Regions from separate parts of the Mus musculus genome. Here region 2 is linked to region 1. A link is a contact called in public HiChIP or PLAC-seq data. All regions are on one chromosome and are shown on one strand. The core of a region is the stretch at or near the end of the contact, and the rest is flanking DNA. Distances in the headings are between cores, read along the strand shown. Region 1 has its middle 37 kb from the start of 2010016I18Rik. Region 2 holds the start of Dennd2d (DENN/MADD domain containing 2D).

Evidence for each region. HiChIP or PLAC-seq counts read pairs in DNA pulled down with a chosen protein or histone mark.
Region 2: a contact with region 1 is called in a CTCF HiChIP or PLAC-seq map of CD8 T cells, with 43 read pairs. The contact joins the promoter of Dennd2d here to the enhancer-like site in region 1. A contact is called at or near these places in 1 of 39 promoter capture datasets (macrophages), 1 of 15 datasets of contacts at CTCF or cohesin (CD8 T cells), 13 of 484 Hi-C or Micro-C datasets (CD4 T cells, CD4 single positive thymocytes, CD8 T cells and 6 more), 11 of 115 datasets of contacts at active chromatin or transcription factors (CD4 T cells, CD8 T cells, the SCID.adh cell line and 6 more) and 2 of 9 other capture datasets (adipose tissue and liver).

The regions. Positions count from the first base shown.
Region 1 is chr3:106,445,371-106,452,097 of GRCm38.p6, reverse strand. No RefSeq gene overlaps it. Among named protein-coding and RNA genes, the nearest start is that of 2010016I18Rik, 37 kb to the left of the region's middle. Within about 2 kb of position 2,402, at least 70 of the 459 cell types and tissues checked have an H3K27ac peak or open chromatin away from gene starts, as enhancers often do. A contact at or near this core is called in CD4 single positive thymocytes, CD8 T cells, the SCID.adh cell line and 8 more, where this site is marked.
Region 2 is chr3:106,481,881-106,489,219 of GRCm38.p6, reverse strand. It overlaps Dennd2d (DENN/MADD domain containing 2D), which reads right to left and starts at 3,180. Exons shown (of 12, transcript NM_028110.2): 1 at 2,900-3,180; 2 at 2,172-2,347; 3 at 1,257-1,369; 4 at 579-648. The coding sequence starts at 2,987. It overlaps 2010016I18Rik (RIKEN cDNA 2010016I18 gene), which reads left to right and starts at 3,307. Exons shown (of 2, transcript NR_033207.1): 1 at 3,307-3,416; 2 at 5,787-7,234.

The DNA.
Region 1 (6,727 bases), core at 1,153-3,652:
ATTTACTTCTCCTTTGTTTCTCTTCAGAAAAGGGCAGGCCTTCCATGGATATCAACCATACATGGCATACCAACCTGCAATAATACTAGCAATTTCCCCTCATATCAAGGCTGGATGAGGCAACCCAGAATGAGGAAAAGGGTCCCAAAAGCCAGCAAAACAGTCAGAGACATCCCCTGCTCCTTCTGTTAAGAGTCCACAAGAATACCGAGCTACACAGTTGTAACATATATGCAGAGGGCCAAGGTCAGTCCCACGCAGACTCTATGATTGTCAGTTCAGTCTCTGTGAGTCTCTATGAGCTCAGATTAGTTGATTCTATGGGGTTTCTTGTGGCGTTCTTGACTCCCCTGGCTCTTACAATCCTTCTTCCTCTTCCTTTGCAGGATTCTCAAGCTTTGTCAAATGTTTGGTTGTGGGTCTGTTTTCACCAGTTTCTGAATGAATCCTCTCTAATGACAGTTGGACTAGGTACCAATCTATGAGTGTAGCAGAATATCATTTTGTTGACTTTTTCTCCCAATCATGTTTGTTTCTATCCTAGGTGCCTGGATCCTGGAATCCATACAGTGTCAGGGGGTGAGAATCCCTTTTCTGGCATGGATCTCAAGTTGGACCAGTCTTTGGTCACTGCCACAATTTCTGTGCAATATTTATCCAAGTAAAACTTGTAGTCAGGACAAATTGTATGTCAAAAGTTTTCTGACTGGGTTGGTATCTCGGTCCCTCTGCTGAGAGTATTGCCTGGTTACTAGAGATGACCAGTTTAGGCTCAGTATCCCCCATGGCTAGGAGTCTTAACTAGAATCACACTTGTACATTCTGGGAGTTTCCATTGCTTTAAGGTTCCTAGCTTGTCCCCAAGATTCCCCCAATCCCAGTTATCTCTCCCAGGACTCTCTTCTTCCATGTTCTCCCCACTTTATCTTTCCAATTTCTGTCCCTGCTTCCACCCTCAATGTCTATTTTATTTTCCCTTCCAAAGGAGTTCATGCATCTCCCCTTGAACCCTCTTGTCACTTAGAACCTCCCAGTCTGTAAATTATAACATGGTTATCCTTTACAGCTAATATCAACTTATAAGTGAGTACATACCATGTTTGTTGTTCTGAGTCAGGATGAATTTTTTTCTAGTTCCATACATTTGCCTGCAAATTTCACTACATCATTGTTTTTAACAGCTGAGTAATATCCCATTGTGTGAATGTACCACACTTTTTAAAATCCATTCTTTAGTTGAGGGTGCTTTCCTATTTCCAGCTCTTACACAGAAAGCTGCTGTGAAGAAGCTCTACTACAGACCTATAGTAATAAAAAAGCACATGGTTTTGGCATAAAAACACAGATTGATCAATGGGATTGAATTGAATTCCCAGATGGACTTCACACACCCATGGACAACTGATTTATAACAAAGAAGTCAAAATAATACAATGGAATAAAGAAATAAATGCTGCTGGTCGAACTGGATGTTGGTATGTAGAAGAATGTAAATAGATCAATATCTTTAACCCTACAGAAAACTTAAGTCCAAGTGGCTCAAAGACTTCAACATAAAACCAGATACACTGAATCTGAGTAAAGAGTAATTGGGGACTAACCTTAAATGCATTGGCACAGGAGACAATTTCTGAACAGAAGACTAAGATTGGCAATTAATAAATGTGATCTCTTGAAACTGAAAAGTTTCTGTAAGGCAAAAGATGCCATCAGTAAGGATGAATGGCAGCCTATAGACTGGGAAAAATATCTTCACCAATCCTACATCTGACAGAGGGCTAATTTCCAAAATATTTATTAAGAAAACCTCAAGAAACTAGACATCAAAACCCAGGAAATCCAATTAAAATGGGGTACAGAGCCAAATAGAAAATTAGCAACAGAAGAATCTCTAATGGGAAAGAAGCATTTAAAGAAATATATAACATCCTTAGCCATCAGGGAAATGTAAATCAAAGTGACTCTGAAATTCCATCTTATACCTATCAGAATGACTAAGGCCAAAAACTCAAGTGGCAGCTCATGATGGTGAGGATGTGGAGCAAGGGGACAACTCCTCCATTGCTAGTAAGAGTGAAAACTTGTACAATCACTTTGGAAATCAATATGGAGTTACTCTTATTATGCCCAATTCACAAGAACTTGATACACTCTGTGTTGTAACTAAGTTTGGACAGCACCGTAGAGAATGAGGAACGATCACCTCAGATCCTGTCAGTGTCCATCCTGTCTTCTATAGCATGAGTCCCCAGAGGTTTTGCCCCATGACTGACTGGTGCTTACATCCTCCTCTCTCACTTTCTCCCTCAACTCTCAGTTTTGAAGATCTCAAGCCCCTCCCTCATCAAACATTAGGAGGAGATCAAAGACACATTCAGTGCCAATCCTCCACCCCAAAACATAGACAGGAAGACGATCTCAGCCCACATCCTGTGTTTAAACAAAGTTCTCCATATGGGTGACTCAACACAGGCAAATGTTCATGAACATCCTTCAGTTCAAAACCAACCACTGTACCCGGGCTTCCAGTAAATCACCCATTCTTCCATTAGTTCGTTAGTTCATGGCCAGCAGCTGATCTGTTGTGTGTATTGAGGCCAATAAAAAGGGCACAGATGATCATTTATTTGTTCTTGTACTTACACACTTAATGACCTCCTGAGGTCTTTCTTTTCTTTCTTCTCTTTAATCTTTTTATAGGTAAGCTGTTGCTTGGGTAGAATAGACAAGCCTAGAGCTTTTCATCTTCCTGTCTTTGCTCCTAGGCTCAAGATCTATAGGTTTGCCCCACTCTGCATGTCAGACTCTGGTGTTTTGTTTGAAGCCCATGCCCAAAAGACACTGGATTGAGGATGAAGGACCAACAAATAGTCTTGGTTTCACTTTCCACTTAGTGGAAGGGAAGAGATTAAAATCTACCATTACACAACCTTGTAACCATCTAGGTATGTACACACTGTACAAGAGATTTTAGTTTAGATTTGTCAGTAACTTTTTATGCAGAAAGAGTTCACAGACAAGGTGAGTATGAGGGTAGGGGATGCCCTGAAGTTCAGGTTATTTTTTCTTCCTGGTTCTTCACTATGACTACATCTTTCATGTTCTCTAGGTTTAGTAAAGTCTTGAAGGTCTCACCTGTCTTCAAATGCCTGTCTTTAAATTTATAGTCCTTGCACTGGGAAGAGGCCATTTTAATACTTACTCTGGAGTTTACTTTAACAAGGCTCTCAAGTGCTCCTGTAGGGGTATGTGTCCTATTAACTTAACCCCTGCTAAGAAAGAAGTTGGGAAATAATCTTAGGACAGTACATGGCATTGAACTGCCCATCACTGACCACAAGATGGTGCTGTTACTCTAGTCTTCATGTACCAACATAGCAAAGCATCCTGTCAGAAAATGGTAGAGAGATCACTGATGACTTTAGTTTCCTGAGATTGGATCTGGTCACCTAGTTAAAATACCAAGACAAATGCCCTCAAAAACATGCTAGCAAGTGTGTGTTTATATGTGTCCATCCACAGTGATACATGTGATATACTAGAATGATCTTTTTCAGCATCGTTGGAAATACCCACCAAAAGACAAGAAGATCTCAGTTCAGACTGACAAAGAATGCCAAGTTCAAGCAAAGTTATAGGGGTTTTTAACTTTAGGTTCTGTTTCAAAATGCAGATAAGGGGGTCTTAGATCTCTGGTCAGGTCTTTTTTCTCTTAAAAGTGATTTCTAAAATTTTTTTTTGTTGTGAACATTTTAACATTTCTTAGTCAATGAGAATTTATAGAGATTAAATGTGCACACACTGATAGAAGGTACCTTGAAACAACTCTTCCCACAAGACTCTACTTGATATTGATGGGAATCTGGGGAAACTCCAGGCTCCAGTGGGTTCATTATAAAAGATTTTGGGTAGGACAGTTCTTGGAGTTTCTGTCAACTATTCTAACAAAATTAGTTGCTAACAGGTGTTATATATCCTGGTATCATAATACATTTTAGTTTGGGTAAATAGTAGAATAATGAAGCTATCAGTACCCAATTATAAAATGTTATATTTCATAATTTTGTCTGAGACAAAAATATTTCATAAGTATTGATGCCTCTCAACATGGGATGAGTGTGATGGCCAAACCTTGTTGTCAGACTCACAGGTCTCATTTAAATATTGCGATCTAAGGATCAGTATCTAAATAGAACAGCCCTAGCCTGGATCTATTATTTAGAGATCACAGGAAATGGCAGTGCCCCTTCCTAGTCCATTTCAGGCATCCTCTGTATTTGATACAACTATATGAAATTAAAAATAAAATACATCTAATCTAGGAACTAGCAGCCAGACAGGCAATGTTGGATAGAGTAGGAGCCATATGGGAGAAGTTTTGAAGTGACAGTGACAGTGACATTTCGTATTCTGGGGTAGTTTGTTGAAGTTGCAGCCCCAGCTGCAGTTGAAGTCCCAGGATGGAAGTGGTCATGCAGAGAAATTGAGGCTTGGAACCATGAAATGAGCCATTGAGAGGCTATTGATGAAGGTGTATTTTAGTGGTATCAGAATTTTCCAGCAATTTGGAGATGACAGTACCATGGAATGATCACAGAGAAGGGCAACAGTTATGGAATGGAGCCAATTGGAGTCTAGAAGACAATCTATGTGTGTTGGAGAGAACAGAACTAGAGAGTTGACCCAAGCCCATTGGAGGAGCCGAGACAATCATGACTGAATCCCAGACATTGGACCTTGAGTTATTTACACTTTTGAAGTATGATTTTGCTACGATTTGAGTGTGACTATGCCTGATTCATCCCTCTTGAAATAAGGAAGTGTTTAATTTATTTTTGATGTCACAGGGAGACTTCAACATTTAAATACTTTGGACTTTAAAAAGATAGGCTATTTTTTCTTTTTTTTCCCAATTTTTATTAGGTATTTTCTTTATTTGCATTTCAAATGCTATCCGGAAAGTCCCCTATTATCCCCCCCCCCTGCTTCCCTAGGCACCCACTCCTAATTGCTGGCACTTGTTTTCCCCTGTACTGGGGCAAATAAAGTTTGCAAGACCAAGGGGTCTCTCTACTCAATGATGGCCGACTAGACCATCTTCTGCTACATATGCAGCTAGGGACATGAGCTCTGGGGGTACTGGTTAGTTCATATTGTTGTTCCACCTATGGAGTTGCAGACCCCTTCAGCTCCTTGGGTAGTCTCTCTAGATCCCCCATTGGGGGCCCAGTGTTCCATCCAACAGTTGACTGTGAGCATCCACTTTTGTGTTTGCCAGGCACTGTCATAGCCTCACAAGAGACAGCTATATCAGAGTCCTTTCAGCAAAATCTTGATGGAATATGCAATAGTGCCTGCTTTTGGTGGCTGATTCTGCGATGGATCCCCGGGTGGGGCAGTCTCTGGGTGGTCCATCCTTTCATCTCAGCTCCAAACTTTGTCTCTGTAAATCCTTCCAGGGGTGTTCTGTTCCAAATGTTAAGAAGGGGTGAAGTGTCCACACTTTAATCTTCTTTCTTCTTGAGTTTCATGTGTTTTGCAAATTGTATCTTGGGTATTCTAAGTTTCTGGGCTAATATGCACTCATCACTGAGTACATATCATGTGAGTTCTTTTGTGATTGGGTTACCTCACTCAGAATGATGCCCTCAAGGTCCATCCATTTGCCTAGGAATTTCATAAATTCATTCTTTTTAATAGCTGAGTAGAACTCCATTGTGTAAATGTACCACATTTTCTGTATCCATTCCTCTGTTGAGGAACATCACGGTTCTTTCCAGCTTCTGGCTATTATAAATAAGGCTGCTATGAACATAGTGGAGCATGTGTCCTTATTACCAGTTGGAACATCTTCTGGATATATGCCCAGGAGAGGTATTGCGGGATCCTGCAGTAGTACTATGTCCAATTTTCTGAGGAACCGCCAGACTGATTTCCAGAGTGGTTGTACAAGCTTGCAATCCCACCAAAAATGGAGGAGTGCTCCTCTTTCTCCACATCTGGCCAGCATCTGCTGTCACCTGAATTTTTGATCTTAGCCATTCTGACTGGTGTGAGGTGGAATCTCAGAGTTGTTTTGAATTGCATTTCCCTGATGATTAAGGATGTTGAACATTTTTTCAGGTGCTTCTCAGCCATTCGGTATTCCTCAGGTGAGAATTCTTTGTTTTGCTCTGAACCCCATTTTTTAATGGGATTATTTGATTTTCTGGAGTCCACCTTCTTGAGTTCTTTATATATATTGGATATTAGTCCCCTATTTGATTTAGGATTGATAAAGATCCTTTCCCAATCTGATGGTGGCCTTTTGGTCTTATTGACTGTATCTTTTGCCTTACAGATGCTTTGTAAATTGATGAGGTCCCATTTGTCTATTCTTGGTCTCACAGTACAAGCCATAGCTGTTCTATTCAGGAATTTTTCTCATGTGCCCATATCTTCGAGGGTTTTCCCCACTTTCTCCTCTATAAGTTTCAGTGTCTCTGGTTTTATGTGGAGTTCCTTGATCCACTTAGATTTGACCTTAGTACAAGGAGATAGGAATGGATCAATTCACATTCTTCTGCATGATAACTGCCAGTTGTGCCAGCAGCATTTGTTGAAAACGCTGTTTTTTTTCCACTGGATGGTTTTAGCTCCCTTGTCAAAGATCAAGTGACCATAGGTGTGTGGGTTCATTTCTGGGTCTTCAATTCTATTCCATTGGTCTAATTGTCTGTTGCTATAC
Region 2 (7,339 bases), core at 1,931-4,430, 36 kb before region 1:
CAATGGGTATGTGCTGAGATGAGGAGGAAGAGAGAGAAGAGGGGGGAGGAGAAGCAGGAAAAAGGTGATAGTGGCAGCCTTCTGGGGCTAGTAACCCAACGGTAAACACTGACTCATGGCCAACATGAGCTTAAGTTCAGTGAGAACAAAACCAAGTTTGTCTTAGCCATGAGGAAATGTCTAAAGAGGAAAGGGCTATAAAGGTGTCTAGAGAGTCCTTGTCCTGAAAGCCAAGAATTAAACCTTATCATTCAAATCTCAGAGTGTCTGGGAGGCTCCATGGAACAAGACAAGCAGGCCTGGGTGCAGAAGACTACAGTAAGAGGGTCCAACTGGAACCTCTTCCTGTGTGTAGAATTGTTAAGCTGGGAGGACACAGGCCAGAGCCTTGTGGTAGCAGAGGAGAGGGGCAGCACGTCCTTGTTCTTGTGGGATTCCTGAAGGGACACTAACATGGCGGCACATGCTGATGTGTATTCTCCCTACATGCACCATTCCCACCAAGCCTAAGCTTTTGTAGCCGTGTCTTTGGCAAGCCCAGCCTTGGAGAGGAAGGGGCGGTTCTGAATTGCACCAACCAGGAGGCGCCTGCAGTATCCGATCTTCCTGCTCCCATCCACATTGGTCAGGACAAATGAGAAGGTCTCCCTAAGAGAGAGCAGACCAATGGTGTTCATTTGCTCACTGGATCCTAAAACAAGAGTGAAGTCAGCTTCAGAGGAGGGGAGAGGAAGACAAAGGGGAGCTGCTGATTAATCATGGGGATAATCACAGCAGTCACTTACTAAGCACTTGATGGTGTCAAGCTCTAATGCATCGCCTCATTCGAGACTCAACTAAACATTTCTGAAGAAGGTTCAATTATTATCACCACTTTAAGGACCAGGTAAGTAAGGCTCTGAGGTTACTTCTTATCTAAAAATTGAAGTCCTGGTCTGCTTCCAGTGTTCATGATGCAAGCAAGAACCATTTCCTTATTGTAGAGGCCAAAGTCTTTCTCTCCAGTCCAGAGTAGAAAAAGATAAATAAATAAAAACATTTTTAAAAGGCAATTTCTTCTTCTAGGAAGAGGTAAGAGACTCTTTAAAGTCTTCAGAGAGAAAGTCAAGTCACAGCTTCAATCATTTGTCTAAAGGATCCCAAGCAAAATATTTCCCTGGCAAAAACTCAGCATTCATACCAGGTGAGGGGACAAGAGCCACGCATTTGCCCTTCTATCCAAATCTGATACCCTTTCCTGCAGGCTGAGTGGTTACCTGGGATACTCTGTGAGTGGTGCCCACTCATTTCCATCAGGGAAGCAGAACAAAGGGATGGCACTGAGCAACCGGTCCTCCTCCTCCTGCTGACCTCGGAGCAGGTTCTCCCTCTGTCAGGAAAAGACAGTGGAATTTAGGCAAAGAAGCAGAGGTCAGAAGCCTGTCAGCCTTCTTTCTGACCAACATGGGGTACAAAGGTGCCTTTGGTTGGTACCATACAGTCTGAACTCTAAGTCTAGCTGGAAGAACCTCAAAGAGAAAGCAATTTGTTCTGGGCCACATCAATGTAACCTTGGGTTGGAATTCAGTATCCTGAGGATTTACATATTCAAAAAGAAGATTAGAAAGGTCAGCTGGACCAACCTCCTGAGAGGGTGGCATCAGAGAGAAACCACATCATAGAAAAGAAGCAACCCTTCCAGTTGCTAAACCTTCTAACAAGAGAGGCTGGTAAGAAGGGGACATTACGCCTCACCCAGTGCATGATCAGGCAAGAAGAGATCTAATACTTTGGGAGACTGATCTTAGGCTGTGCTTGAGTCGGGGGCCTGCTTGATTCTCTACCACACAACCAGGAAGGCCATCCCTTCTTAGTAGTTCCAGCAGAAGCTGAGTTTTCCTGTAGGAAAAGGTGACTGAGGTGGAATTTGGAAGAACTGAAGGTTTCCCACAGGGGCAAGAGCATTGTTTCCCTGCTCCAGAGTTTCAGTCAGTCCTTCACAAAGCAGTCAGACCTAGATTCTCTGGGTGATTACAGAAAACTAGGGCTGGGCTACAAAGGAAACTAGAGCAGTGAGCTCAGGGCTAGAGCCCAGGCAGCGTGGTAAGACATAGAACTCCTCTATTACCTTTTAAACACACCTTCGTCCTCCCACCTCCATCCTCAGGCCCCACTTCTCCCTCCATCCTTACCTTGGGAAACTGGTAAGTGATCGTGGGCTCATAGTCATCCCCTAAACGCTTTTTCTTTAAAGAAACAACAAGAAGGTATTCAAAGAAGTGCTGGCCTCCAGCAAAGCTAGATGGAGAATGCTCCTGGATCCTTTCTGGCTCTGTGACAGCTTCCCCAGGATTGTTCTGGGATTGTCCTAAAATGGAGATGCAAGGGTCTCTTGAGTATTCTTTCCACTCCTCCATTCTGTAGTGCGAGCGAGAATCTGGGCAACAACCATGCCTCAAGGCTACAGTGCCAAGCCTGACCAGGCACCACCAGGCAGGATCAGAGCCAAGGGGGCAATTTCCATACCTGCCCTGGGAAACTTGAAACTGTGGAGTGACACAGGAAGAAAAGAAAACACTGATGTAGAACCGAGGAGCCATGCCATGCTGTGGAGGTTCTTGGAGGCCTGATGCCTGACACTGTATAGTCTGCCTGATGCAACAGTTCTGGGTATTTTGTGAGCCCTGAGTAAATTTGCACTAAATAATCAGAGTAGACCCATAGGGCATTTTTTGGTAATTATAGCAAGACCTCTGCAACAGACGGGACTAGCTCTGCAAACTGATAAGGCAATCCTCCTGGCTTGACCACATGGGGGCCATGTGGGTTTGAGCATATAAAGGAAAAAGAGGATCACTACAGCAGGAATCAGCCCATAAAAAGATCATCCGAAAAAGGAAGTAGGCAATCCAGTTCTGACCTGCTCGAAGTCGTGGCAAGCGATTTCGGAGCAGCCTGAGGGTTCGGCCTACCCCTTGTCCTTCCATCATTCTGAGCTTTGGGGGCATGGATGTTCTTTCTCCTTCAGGCTGGCCACAGAAAGCCTGAGAAAGTGCCTTCTGCCTTGGTCTCCAATCACAACTTTATTGAGCTGAGCCACACGCTGTCTCCCAAAGGCAGAGAGCAGTTTCCATCCTGTGTACTCCGTAATTGAGCAAGAAGGATGTGAAAGGACCCACGAGGCAGCTTAGTGTGGGCACTGACAGAAGCAGCATCCTGGCACTACAACTCAGCTCTTGGCTCCTCCCAAGAGCCCCAGGGTGTGGTAACAGAAAAGGTCATGAGCAAACATCTCAAGGCACAGCTGCTTCTGGGCCAAGGGCTTTCAATTCCAGTGCTTGCAGACCATGTGGTGAGTTTATTTACAAACCCAGGCAGCGAGGGATGCCTGTGAAGATCAGACTATGGACTCCAGTGCCTCGTGGGGCACAGCACAGGTATTTTACATCCCTCATCCTCCACTGCTCACGATCACCTTTTCAAGCAATCGTCGGGAGCTGCAAAGTCCCACCAGGCCAACTGGCGAATCTAAAACATCAAGGATCTTCAGGAACCCAGGACTGAACACTTCTTGCAGCCAAGATGCCAGATTGCCCTGATTCAGATAAGTAGACTTGCCCACTCATTCTCTAAATGTACTAATAACTTGTAACAGGAGAGGCCCACCTCTGAGAGGCCCAGATATACAGAATAGCTGTGAAGGTGATTACTTCACCCACTCCTCCCTGGCAATCTTTCCTGATCTAAGGCATAAATCTCTCTCACTATTCCAGGGTTCCGGAAGAATCCTTTCTCTCACCATCTTTACTAAAAGGAAGCAATGACTCGGGAAATCGTCCCCAGCTTAGAGTAGGAGCCTAGTTGCATCAGCAGCTGTAGGGGTACAGAGCATCTTCACCCCTCCCCTACCCCTGCTCAGCCTTTCCTCTGGTTGGGCCAGGACAAGCTAAACAGCAGGCCCAGTACTATGTCTAGAGATTGAGGAAGAGGAGAAAAGTAGTCGCTGATACCCTGGGTTATTAAACAGAAAGTCCTGAATAAGGAAATGTACAGGATAAGAGGAAGGAGACTTTGCCCAGAAGTAACTTAATGGGGAGGGAAGAAGTAAAAGGATCTGGTGCCTGTGTCTGCCACTCCTGCAAAGAATTAGCAGCCCTCTGGGAGGGAGTGTGTTGCTATGGTAAGAAGGAAGGCTGTCACCCTACTCCTAAGAGCACTGAAACTGTGGCACTGGTAAAATGCAGGACTCAGAAACCCAACATTGACTTGTGGCGGAAGCAGCAATCATAGTACAGATGATGAGAGTTGGGATCTTGAGAACGGGGAAGCAAGACACCACAGAAAGTACTTGTGTCTTACTTGTAGCCTGTATAGACATGTTGCATAATCTTTACTGGTTGCCTTACGGAGCAAGAGCATGCCTAGTACAGAAAGGAAAACCGAGGCATTAAGTCACTCGGAGGCAATTGAAAATGAACAGGATCTGTACAAAGTGAACGTCATAAAAAGTTCCAAATCCAGGCTCAGGCCTTCTGGTGTATTACACAGTAAACATCTCCCGGTAGGAAGAGGTAGTGGGTGGAGTGGGATGGGTGGCGAGCAAATGGCTTGGGGGGCCAGAGTCATCTTCCTGGTCATCCCAGAAGCTCAGGAAATGTCTTTTCCTCAGTCCTTGGGGCTGGCTTTTCACTCCATTTCCTCCTGCTTTATCAGGAGAAACAAGGGACCAGCAATGTCAGAAATCCCAGACCAATGAAAAGTAACTAAGACCTTTGGGCTGAGGCTCAAGATCCAACAGAGTGTTTTCTCCTTCTCCCCCTTTCAAAAGGGGTTCTCACAGAAAAGCACGAGAAGGATCAATATGCATCAAACTCCTCTATAGTAGAAGGCACCTCACTTGACCCGGATGCCCTGGAATGGATTATTATCCTCAATTTTAATTGAGGGAGGAGCCACTCCTCTAGGGAAGTCAGGCGTCTGGTTATACTTGTTCCTCCAACAGGAAGCCCCTCCCACAACCACCTGAAGGAAGAGAGGGGACTTTAGGGAACCTTGATCTGAAAAGCTGTTGTGTGTTCTTTGCTGAACTGCTAGCAACCCAGAATCACCGTAACAGTCTTCCCTACCAGTGTTTTACACACACACACACACACACACACACACACACACACACACATCTCTAAGACAAAACAGCCTGAGCCAGTGAACCAGAAGGGGAAATCCCCCAGGAAGCAAGAGGACAGTAAGAAAGATGAAAGAGTCACACCCATATGACCTGACAGGTGCTAAAGTTGTGACCAGGTACATATAGAATGCCTGCCTTCCTGTTCCTCCACCACAAGGAAGATCCTCCAGGTACCATTGCTAGCCATATGCTGCTGTGAGGGTAAGGTGGAGAACAACTGAAATGTGTCCTCTGAGCCCTAGGAAGCAGACCCTAGCCATTCAGTAGCAGATTACTCAGGTCCAGGAAGCCCAAGAAAACCAAGCCAGAACTCTGTAGCAAAAAGAGGACTTATCTCCTCCCAACATACTGCTCCAGCCATTGCTGCCCTCTCCCTGGCACGCAGGTAGAAGAGGCATATGCCATAACGACCAGGCTGGAAGAGTGTGGTAGAAGCGAGAAGGTACAAAGAGCAGAGCAGTCACAAGTCCCTACAGTTACGAGAAGGAAGTACCGACCTCAGCTCTGAGGCCTCTTATGAGAGGGGGCCACTGATATCTTCACTTGCAAATTCAGGAAGAGGCGAGCTCTCTGGGAATGACTCTTACAAACTGGTTTTTTTTTTTTTTTTTTTTTTTTCCAGAAGCATGGGCTCTGTCTGAACAAACCCGAGGGTGACAGCTCAGCCATAGCACTGGCCAGACATAAACAGCAACAGATGTTTGTTGAATGAATGGATACATTAATGAATCCTAATTGCCCTTCTTCCAAGTCCCAGTGCTCCAGATAAGGAGAAAGGAAACGGATGGCACATCTAATTTCATCCCTATAATCCACCCTGGACAGGGAAAAGATTCCAATTTTACAGGTCAGAACTCAAGGTCCGGATTGAGGAAACAGCTGAGCTGATCTACCTGGCTGCTCTACTGAGGTCAGTGCTAAGGGCTTGGGGAGACCAGTTTTTGTGGCACGGTTATCTGCAAGGCAGGGACAAGCTGGATCTCCTCGGGAACTGAAAAAAAAAATCCAGTTAAGTAGGGAAGGGAAGCGCCTCCCGGAGGGCTTGACGGCCTAAGCTCTTTAGCCACAAAGTGGCTGCACCACAAGCTTCCTGGATAGAAGGACACGTGGCCCTTGGGGCCCCACAACCTTTGTAGGTTTCTGGCCACCAGGTTCCCCCTTGACCCAGCAGATCTGTCCCCTTGTTGACCTCTACCTGTTCCCTTGAGCTCACCTGCCTCCTGCCCAGCCCTCACAGATCCCGCCCAAACTGATCCACGTTCCTGACCCCAGTGCCGCACCGAGCCTATAGTTCGGGGGACCCCACGCCCTCTTTCCCCCGCGCGTTGTGGCCCGCACTAACCCCGCTGGCCGCGTTTCAGTCTCAGGCTGGCTCGGAGGCGGCGGCCGAGCCCATCCATGGCCCCTCCAGTGCCCAGCGCCTGCTCCCACGTCCGCGCCAGCCCCGCCCCCCAAATCCTTGACCTTCTTGGGGCCCTGGAACTTTCACTTTCACGCGGGAGGCGCAAGGAGGGGGTGGGGCGGGGCAGCGCACCTTCCGGGCTCCTGCCCAACCCCTGGCGCACCTGGGCTGGCCGCTCTTCTCGGGTCCTCACCCTACCCCTCTGCGCCTCTAGGCTCGGGGTGCCAGAGGGCGCCAGCGCGTCCATCCGGGAGGGGCGGTACCATCTCATTGTCACCCTTTGTGAAACTTCACCTTCTGAAACACTCTGGTAGGTGCCTAAAGAGAGAGACCCCTACCTCCAGGGCAAGGACTGGAAGATGCGCCTCCCTGGTGTTTCCAAACTATCCGGAGGAGTAGAACTCTCAGACCGCATGCCCTTCTAACCAACTCCTCCACGCCTGCTCTTACAACTATTCAGAGTCGCTGGCTACTTCCAGACCTTTTTGTCTTTTCTACTTAGGCACCCCAGAAAAGGGACTGAAGAAGTGGATGAAGGTAGTGACCCTGCCTTCCAATCGATTTTGTTAGTCCACAGATGAACATAATACCAGCCAGGATAATACCTACCTGGCTGCCATAAATAAAGATTTCTCAATGTCAGAGAGTGGGATTAAAAAAACTTTCTGTAAACTGTTATATGACATAAATGTAAAGCATTCCTATGGTCAGCATTGCAATGCAGCTGTTCTCTGCTCATCTCCACTGACTTCTAAATAGGCTCAGGTTTTAAA